Regions from separate parts of the Anolis sagrei genome. Here region 1 is linked to region 2. Evidence: chromatin contacts called from public Hi-C data. All regions are on one chromosome and are shown on one strand. The core of a region is the stretch at or near the end of the contact, and the rest is flanking DNA. Distances in the headings are between cores, read along the strand shown. Region 1 holds the start of C5H12orf60 (chromosome 5 C12orf60 homolog). Region 2 holds the start of AGBL3 (AGBL carboxypeptidase 3).

Region 1 (4,735 bases), core at 1,561-4,060, 170 kb before region 2:
GATCACAGTTCCCATCAGCATTAGAAGAAAAAATGTATTCCCCACATTATTAATAGATGTAAATACTGAAAGAGATACCTTTCTTCGTCCTGGTTATGTCATACTCAATCAACTGGGCAAATTGTCCAGATGATGGAGAGAATGTCAAAGACGTTTCCCATGAGGTTCAAAATAGTTTATTGGGCAGAAGAATCTGGAAAGTAAGTTTTAAAAAGCATGAATGTAATACCATTTTGAAACCACAATCGGATGTCACTTGGCCACACAGATCTGTTGTATCATAGACTAGTGGCTTCTTTATAAAAGAGAGAGAAAGTTAATTAATCAAATTGGTTTGACAAATCAATCTAACGAAAAGATACTCTCATATCCTGAGTGATGTATTCTTTGCCCACAGTTTGGAAATGTTCCTTTTTTGACTAAAATTTCCAGGATCCACCTGGTAATGCAGACACTAGTCATGTTGGCCAAAGAATTCCAAAGTTACAGTCAAACAAGGAAGTTTTCCAAGCATTGACTCTTACTTTCTGAATTGCACACAGCTCTGGCAGTAACAGGGATAGAATGTAATCTATACTCCAGTCAAGAGCAAAGATGATAATGGCTGCTTTAATACTTGTCTAAACACCAGAGCAACACCAGGTATTGGCTAACTGCTGGAGAAAAACAAAGCCTCTTTCCTACCATTTCTCAGTACGCGTCAACTGTATTTAGGGACCAATGAGTTCTGCAGAAATTCGAAAGTTATACATTTATGCTTCCAGAGAGGTGGTGAAGCTGAAATCCTTGGCAGTGGAATCAGACAAGAAAGCCAAATAGGAAACTCACAATTCTTGCTAAAATGGAGGGTTCCATACCACGTGATTCAGCCACGAATCGTATTCCATCAATCAGTAAATATCCAAATCTAAATTATCACTTCCTTGTTATCTCCAACCACACTATTCCTTGTCACAAAACAATTTAGTAATAAAAACAATCTCACATTACAGCTTGACACAATTCATTTCGGTGCTCCTCCAAACATCCCTTTTTTGGTTGTCAGTCTGTTGATAGCGCGAATTAGGCATCATGTCGATGTCCTCTTGTACTGATGCTTGCTTGGACTTGCTTAGCTTAGCATTACAGATCACAAGGCCATGGTCATTGTGCTTTTTACTAAGCTCTCTTTTAGTGGACAGAAGCTCATAGAACTCGGCTCCAAATATATGCAGATTTTCTTTTCAATTGCTGACGTAATGTTCATGCCTCTTTCTGAATATACCAAAACAAATATGCTGCCAATTAAGCAAAAGTTCTCATGGCTAATAAACCACCTGTAAAAATGTTGTGCACATTTTGTCACTGCGTGGAACAAAAATGTGCTTTAAGCATGGCGTTCCAACTCATAATGCATTTCAAATGGTATCTTCATTGTTGAGCAAGGAAACACTCTTTATGGGAGAGGTGAGCAAAGTGTGGACTGCATTTTTTCCCTGTACTCTGTTGTCCACCATCATCCACAATTCCCATTTTCAATAGAACCTTACTAAAGCCCCCAAAGGCATAACTGGGCTTTGAGAAGGTGGGCCTGTTTTAAGGCTGTGCTGATCTAAATTTGGGCAGGGGAAATGTATGACTTTCAATACAATTTATGTGTAGCATACTATAATTAAATGTTGCACTAATGGGATGCATCTGGGGCAGTTCCAGGGCAGAATGCTCTCACAGATGGATTATTCTGTTGAAGTGGACAACCCCAGGGTATCAACTCACCATATATTCTTTCTACAAGTGTGAGATAGGAGGATCTCTTCAGTAGATCTTAGTCTTTGGACAGGTATACGTAGTAGAGATGCTCCTCCAAGTATCAGGGTCCCAAGCCAATTAAGGCTTTGAATGTCATCACCAGCACCTTGAATTTGGATAAGTGTCTTGGTAGTCAAGGACCTAAGAGCTGGCAAAACCACCTCTGAGTATTCCTTGCCTTGGAGTAATCTTACACAGATAGCTTTGAAGACACATACACATACACACACACATTGATAGCCAGGGCAATTCCTTTAAAACTGGTTATATGGTTTCTATATTATATTATATTATATTATATTATATTATATTATATTTTGTATTATATTATTTAGTTTCTACAGTCAGCAATTCTACTGCTTTTTCCATATCATCCAAAACATAATTGAAGACTTATCTCTTCCGGCAGGCCTACCCAGCCAATTTCAATCACATATTTTAAATGTGTGTCTTGTGTTTAATATTTTTTCTGTGCATTTTAATATACATTTTGTAGAAATATGTTTTAATGTGTGTATTTCATAGAATGTTTTAGATGATTATATTTTTTAGCTATGTTGTAACCTGCCTTGAGCCACTGTAAGAAATGAAATTATTCTTATTTTATCTACAAGGACATTCACATGTATGCATTATAGTAGTCAAATCTGGAAGTTTTCAAAGCTTTAAGTATTGTTGCTGAATTGGTAGTTTTGGTTTAGGAAAATGAATAGTGGGCACCTGGTCCCTAGCACTTCATACTGGGGTCTCCTAGGGGAGGGCAAGACATCTCCTCACCTTTGGACCTCATACAGTGTCCAGACATAAATCTGGCATTTGTGCAACCTCAACTGATTCAAGTGGCAAAGAGAAATAGTTTTTTGTGGCTGCTAGTAGGAAGCCTGCCATTGGGTACTCAAAATCAGGTCAATAATGTAGGCAGTGGCATATGAGTGCAGAATAGGCTTTTCACAACTTTGTGCTTTCAGTAAATGTTACACTGTAACTCATTTATGCAGTTAACTTTTTAATTATGAATATTTCCAATATTTATAAAACAGGAAACTGTAGAACTAAATATTTATTGTTTTATTCATCATATAATAGGCTTACTTCACTCTGGTTTTCTAATAAGTGCTGCTGATGGGATTTCCGAAGATATATGGCTGAGACAACCATTTGATTGATGTTCTTCCACTGAGTATTCTCCAGTTTGTATTTTTGTGGGACACATCCCATTTTTTTGAAAATGATGTCCTTTTTTGGTGCAGACAAGGAAAAGGCAAGACTGGTCAATGCTAGTCGTGGTCTATATGACTGTGTCTACATGTTTGTCTCTTGCACTAACACTCTATTCCGAATGTTCAACCAGTTCCTCAAAACAGAATTCCCGATTATTATAGTGAGGGAAAACCTTAGTATCAAGGAGAATCTTCAGCTCCTGATGAGTTCTCTGAGAGAGATGCAAGAACTCGTGGAGTCAAAAGATAAAGAGATCAAGGAGAAAATCAGCCATCCTTTGTATTCCAAGATTACTAAAGCTAGCTCCTCTTCTACGGATGACAAAATTAAACTTCTAAGGGACATGGCTGTTCAGTATAAAGGGGTTTATGACAACATCTGTGGTCCTGTTTCAATAATCTTATTGAAACATGGCAATCTCATAGAGAAACTAGAGGCTGCTATTCGGGACTCATCAAGCACTCCTGTGCTGTCTCTTCGAGTGAGTGACCTTCTGATGACTTATGAAGAAATTACTAAAGTACTTCCGGACGTCACCACAAGTGCATCCAGTGTAATGCTGCCAACAGACTCAAGGGCTCGCAGCATGTCTATAGGAACTGCAACTTTCTCACTTACCAGTTTCATGCGGATCCTAGCTGTTCGAGGACAGTCTTCTTCAAAAAATACCGTTGAAATAACTACGGATTGCCTGGAAGAAACTGTTAAAACACTGAGGCCTGTTTGTGAAAGTTTTCAAAAGACTGTTAAGATGGTAGAAGAATATGTCACATTGATAATTGACAAGCTGCAGTGAAGCAGAAGGTGATTGCTCGAGTCTTAGAAACCCGCTTCTCTTTATGCAGCAGGGAAATTGTGCAAATAAAAAAGAGAAAATGTCATATTTTCTTTATCTGCCATTTTGATGTAAAATATTAAGTATGCTTGATTTAGTTAATGAAATATGCATATATATATATATATATATATATATATATATATAGTTTTTGTGTCAGGAGCGACTTGAAAAACTGCAAGTCACTTCTGGTGTGAGAGAATTGGCCCTCTGCAAGGACGTTGCCCAGGAGACGCCTGGATGTTTTACCATCCTTGTGGGAGGCTTCTCTCATGTCCCCACATGGGGAGTTGGAGCTGACAGATAGATAACTACAGCTAAAAAAACAGATAATAGAAAACTACAGCTAAAAAACTTGGCTGTACAACAAACCTTTTGTTGAAGTTTTGTTTTTTTCAATTTCTGCATAGCTTTTTCAGATTCTATCACTGGCATAAGCCCTAAAGCACTGCACTATTACACGTGAACATGTACCTCAAAGTGTTATTTGGTCAGGAGAGCATTTGAAAATGTCTATTTTGAAAGAAAAATACCATCTGTAGAAACAAAGTAGCCAACTGTGAATTTGAGGTAATTTGTGTATAAATAATGTGCATGTTGCTGTTCAGCGCATCTTTCTTGGGATTTAAAGAATTGAAGAGCGACTGATTTCTTTGCTCTTCACCATTTGGTGCATCAGATACTGGGAAGTCCAATTGTCAAAGACAACAAAAAAGAATTAAGAGATATGAACTCCTGGGGCATAAATACAATAATCTTTTCCTAAATCTAAAATTCTACCCATATGTTTTCCTGCTACATTATTCACTACATGAAATTTCCACGTGGGGGCAGCAAAATCACAGAAATGTTTGAAGTATCAAAAAGCGAGTCTGATTCACTTGGTGTGTT
Region 2 (5,341 bases), core at 794-3,293:
ACAAATGTCTATTTCTCATCTGTAATTCACTTTCATAACTCACAGATATTTATTTTTCAATGCAACATACTAAACCTTTTGTGTTCTTTTGAATAATAGGGAGGTTTGAATCCCTTCAGGGAGAGAGGGTGAGCTATAAATATATTATTTATGTATATGTTTTTGGGAAATAATTCCAAAGGGAAAGGAGTTAAAAGTCAGAAGACAGCTTTAAAATTATGGTCTTTTTTTCTTTTTTTTCTTTGCTGGCATCAGATATTTATAGCATTGCAGGAATAATAAGAAGTATTTATATCTTAATTCTTCAGTGTTTCGAGTAGACATGCTTTGTAATCATAAAGCACCCTGACATTAACTCATCCTGAACATTTGTGAAATAGTTTCCTGAGTAATTCCCCCCCCCCCCCCCCAAAAAAACTTTAGACATCTTGTTACAGGGGGCATCACTCAGCAGACTCAATGCTGTCAGGTATGTTCAGTTATATCTCTCCTTTTAGTCTCAAAAACTATTATCAGCACGATACATATTGTACTGGTACAAGTAGCATCTCCATTCATGTATTTTCAGATACCTTACAAACACACACACCACCCTACAAAAAAAGACATCGTTACCTAATATTGTCAGGGTATTTTTGTTCCTTTTCACAGGCTTTTAATATTTAAACTTGCTAAAGGTTGAGCATTCCTTATCAGGAATTTCAAAGTCCCCTTATGCACAAGGCTTGGCTGAGATAAGTACACCAGGCCTGGAACAAATTGGGCCCTCCAGGGGTTTTGGACTCCAACTCCCACCATTCCTAACAGCCTGAGGCCCCTTCCTTTTCCCCCTCAGCTGCTTAAGGGGAACAAGAAGGGGCCTGAGGCTGTTAGGAATGGTGGGAGTTGAAGTCCAAAGCACTTGAAGGGCCCAAGTTTGCCCATGCCTGGGTATGATAGCTGGGTCCGGAAGCTCGGAGTATTATGGAGATGCCACAAAGGTGGCTGTGAATAAGGGAAAAGAGGGGGCAGAGCAAGAGCGGGGAGAGCCAAGGAAGGATAGAAAGGAGGGGACACAGGGTAAGGGTTAGGACAAAGTTTAGGGTTTGGGTTAAGGTTAGGGTAAAGGGTTATGGTTAGGGTACAGTTTAGGGTTAGGGTAAGGTTTAGGGGCTGAGTTAGTGTCAGGTTTAGGGTTTGGGTTACGGTTAGGGTAAGATTTAGGGTTAGGGTAAGGTTTAGGGTTTGACTTAGGCTTACAGTATGGTTCAGGATTAGGTTAAGCGTTAGGGTAAGGGTTTCACCATTAAAGAACTCTTACATTACTTCTATATTATCTGTCTCGGGCTGGCTTACATTAGCTAAGTCTCTCTTGCACAAACAGCGCTCCCAACAGAGTGATGCGGCATCTCCGAAACGCTGAGAGCTTCTGGACCCAGCTATCATACTATTACCCATATTTATGCATGGCCATCATGTCTCCTCTCAGCCTTCGCTTCTGAAGGCTAAACATGCCCAGCTCTTTAAACTGCTCCTCATTGGGCTTGTTCCTGAATAACATCTACGAACCCTAATGGGGTAAAAACGAATGAGCACTGGATTAATGCAGTTTGGCATCGCCTCAGCTGCCATGGCCCCATGTTAAGGAATCCTGGGCTTTGCAATTTGGTGAGGCAGTTGGGCACCGTTTCAGCTACCATGGCTCAATGCTAGGGGAGTCCTAGGGAGTTGTAGTTTTACAAAGTATCCAACAGAGAAGGCTGGATACTTTGTAAAACTACAACTCCCTAGGACTCCCCTAGCATTGAGCCATGGTAGCTGAAACGGTGCCAAATTGCATTCATTCTGCAGAGTAGCTGGAGTTTATGAAAGGGCAGGTCAGGGTTTGTTATAGTCTTTGCTCTTCCCTTTCTCCCAATGCAAGAGAGGCTCGTTCTGGAACCGCGAGGAGGGCGGGCCCCATTCCAACGCAGAACCGGTTGCCGGGGCAACGGCCTTTCTCGGCCTCCGCCAATGGAACGCGCGCGCGTGAGGGGGGGGGGTCAGCTGCTCGCGCCTCGGCCATCCCATTCCGGAAGGGACTGCCGAAGCCACGCCCAGCCCTCGCGCCGCTTTGGGAGTTGGCCGCCTGGCGGCTTGGGAGGCGGGACTCCCTCGGGTTCAGCCATGCTGCATTAGGGGCTGTTCTTCCGCCGGAAGTAGCGCCGCTCATTAAGGCGAGGCCCAGGTGAGGGGAGGAGCCGGAAGGCGCGCCTTGCCTTGTAGAATTAGTGCAACGTGACACTGCTTGAACTAGCAGAGGCCCATGCGGTGAAGCGGTGGGAGTTTTACAAGGGCGTTAGCCTCCTCTGTTAAAGAGCTCCCATAATTCCCTAGCATTGAGCTTTACCCGTTCAAGGAATATTGTTTCCAGTTCTGGGCACCACCATTGAAGAGAAATATTGACAAGCTGGAATGTGTCCAGAAGAGGGCGACTAAAATGATCAAGGGTCTGGAGAACAAGCCCTATGAGGAGCGGCTTAAAGTGCTAGGCATGTTTAGCCTGCAGAAAAGAAGGATGAGAGGAGACATGATAGCCATGTAGAAATATATGAGGAAGTCATAGGGAGGAGGGAGCAAGCTTGCTTTCTGCTGCCTTAACTATTAGGAAAAACGTCCAGTCTGAGAGCCGTTCAGCAGTGGAACTCTCTGCCCCAGAGTATATTGGGGGCTCCTTTGGAGGCTTCTAAACAGAGGCTGGATGGCCATCTATCGGGGGTGCTTTGAATGCAATTTTCCTGCTTCTTGGCTTACAACTCTATGATTCTAAGTAGTGTCAGACTGGATGGAGATGCCCCCAGAGATGCGTAGCCATGAAAAAAAGAATTTAATTCTTCATGAAAGCAGATAGATTTTCCAATACCATTCTACCTTTCATCTCCTGCACTCTTTATATCATTAACAATATGAATTGGTTTATATGAATAGGCAGCAGTGATCTTCCAAGTATTTTGCAAGTGCAAAATCACCCCAAGTACCTTTATAGCACTTCCAAGTCACGCATTTTGATTGTAGCACGAACATGTGGAGCAGATCAAAGATGTATCAAATGGGGAGCAATTTTATGTTACAGTAAATCTGTCTTGCAATCAATACACTAGCCCAGGCATGGACAAACTTCAGCCCTCCGGGTGTATTGAACCTCAACTCCCAGAATTCCTAACAGCTGGTAGGCTGTTAGGAATTGCGGGAGTTGAAGTCCTAAACACCTGGAGCGCTGAAGTTTGTCCGTGCCTGCACTAGCCTTTGTTTTGGTTTCTGGCTTGTATGCTATGATGCCATCATATGCAATCCTGTTCTATAGTACTCTTTGGTTCATTTATGGTATGCCTCATTTTTAAACATTTTTTTTACAAATGTTTACATTATAAAATTGGTGGAATTGGAAACATTTGGCTCTTCCCATGTTCACGGACTGCAGCTATCTTCATTGTGTGGTATTCCATTTACCCAAACATTAGGACCACTTTTGTTGTAGTAGGTAGTCTGTGTCTTTACCAGTGGTTCCCAACCTGTGGTCCATGAACCACCAGTGGTCCATAAGAACTAAAATATTGTCCATGGACTCATTGTTTCTGCACTGTTGCAACGAGAATGACTGGTCTTGCAAAACCCTCAAATAGTGCTGAGGCTTATTATGGTTTTCTGTGGGCAAGCAGATGGCGAATACTGGATGGCATATGTTCTGTATCAGAAACTAGAGTTGATGTGGTTTATCCAATGCAGTTTTCTGAATCAGCAACCCAAATAACCAAACCAAGTCTAAAGTTGGCCAAAAATTGATTTGTAACCCTTTTGGTACTAATGTTGAAGAGTGGTCTCTGGTCAAGTAGTCCCTGGTAAAAAAAAAAAAAGGTTGAGAACCACTACTTTAAACTGAGTTAATTATCTTATTATATTCAATATTTGGTTAGAAATGCCCACTGTAATTTTATAATCCCCATCCAGTGTTTTTACAACTATGGTTATTTCCTCCCTTTTTAACTGGACTTGAATTTTTGTCTCCTTTTTAAAATATCTCCTATTGTCTTAAACACACAGCATGAAATAGCAGTTTGAACACTGGAGACTAGAATTTAAATTCATGCTCAGTCATAGATACCCACTGGGTGACATTGGGTAAGTCACATTCTCTCAGCCTCAGAGGAAAGTTAAAGGCAAATCTCCTCTGTACAAAGCTTGCCAGGAAAATCCTTGATTTTGCCTTAGCATCACCATAAGTCAGAAATGACTTGAAAGTACACAACAACAATATTGTCTTCAGAGAGTACTAAGGATTTGAATTAATTTCTGCTCTGTTTTCTCATGGTTATGGAGACTGAAGATAACTCCACAAAATATCAAGTGCCTGTGTTCAGTTTGTTTACATTAATGATGATGATGATTATTATTATTATTTATAAACCACCCTCTCTCCCTGAGAGGTCTGAGTGGTTTACATACAAAAAAGAGCAAACATTCAATGCCATAGTCAACAAAGACAAACAAATCAAAGCAATACAAAACATCAATAGAATTGTGACTACTAAAAAACAAAAATAATATAAAATAGAAATGACACATGCTAATATTTAAATAAACATAGTTACACTAAAAACACAATGTCCTGAAAAATTAAATTGATGAAGAAAATAAATCTTTGACACAGTAATAAGTGCTGTGTTGTTCTTAGCCTGTTGATAAACAAAGTGCCTCCCATCTTGCTTATTGTAGACAAAAAGATCAATAATGTTGCTGTTAAAGAATCCTGTTTGACACAACCATACTATTCGCATTATAGTAAGAATATAAAACTTTGCACGAACGTGTTTTCCCCTTCACCTGTAGCCCATAGGATGAACTTGAAATTTGACCTCATTTGGGAGTGGTTACCACTTTCAATAATTTCTTATAAAGGAAAAGTTAAATGTGGAATCATCACTGATTTGTTTGTGCTAACAGCTGTAATAAAATATAGAACAGGAAATACTTTTGGCTTTTGTGTGTGTGCATGTGGTAATTGCATAAACAACATTGACAGATACATACCAAGAGGAGATTTTCTGAATATGTTTTTGTAGATCTACAGTACATCAGTTCATCATTAGAATGCTTTGCCAGTGAAAGTGTAATCCAGTATGCTTTTACTAGATTATTTACTATTACCAAAGCAGAAGTGGAGTCTTAATCCTCTCCAATGTTGTTTGACTTTAACTCCCATGGGTCCTAGCTATCTTAGCTGATAGCATGGGATGTTAAGGCGACAATCCATGAGAGGGTACTTGGATTGATCTCTGCAGTCTAAATCCACCATCATGCTAGAGACTCACTACTTGGTACGGTA

What was found. Hi-C and Micro-C count contacts between places; a contact is called where the count stands out from the background.
Region 1: a contact with region 2 is called in a Hi-C map of mixed tissue, with 5 times the contacts expected there. The contact joins the promoter of C5H12orf60 here to the promoter of AGBL3 in region 2. A contact is called at or near these places in 2 of 2 Hi-C or Micro-C datasets (both in mixed tissue).

What each region holds. Positions count from the first base shown.
Region 1 is chr5:158,496,025-158,500,759 of rAnoSag1.mat, reverse strand. C5H12orf60 (chromosome 5 C12orf60 homolog) reads left to right here and starts at 2,810. Exons shown (of 1, transcript XM_060776126.2): 1 at 2,810-3,914. The coding sequence starts at 3,017. The coding sequence ends at 3,805. SMCO3 (single-pass membrane protein with coiled-coil domains 3) reads right to left here and starts at 377. Exons shown (of 2, transcript XM_060776125.2): 1 at 79-377.
Region 2 is chr5:158,321,307-158,326,647 of rAnoSag1.mat, reverse strand. AGBL3 (AGBL carboxypeptidase 3) reads left to right here and starts at 2,043. Exons shown (of 22, transcript XM_060777216.2): 1 at 2,043-2,206.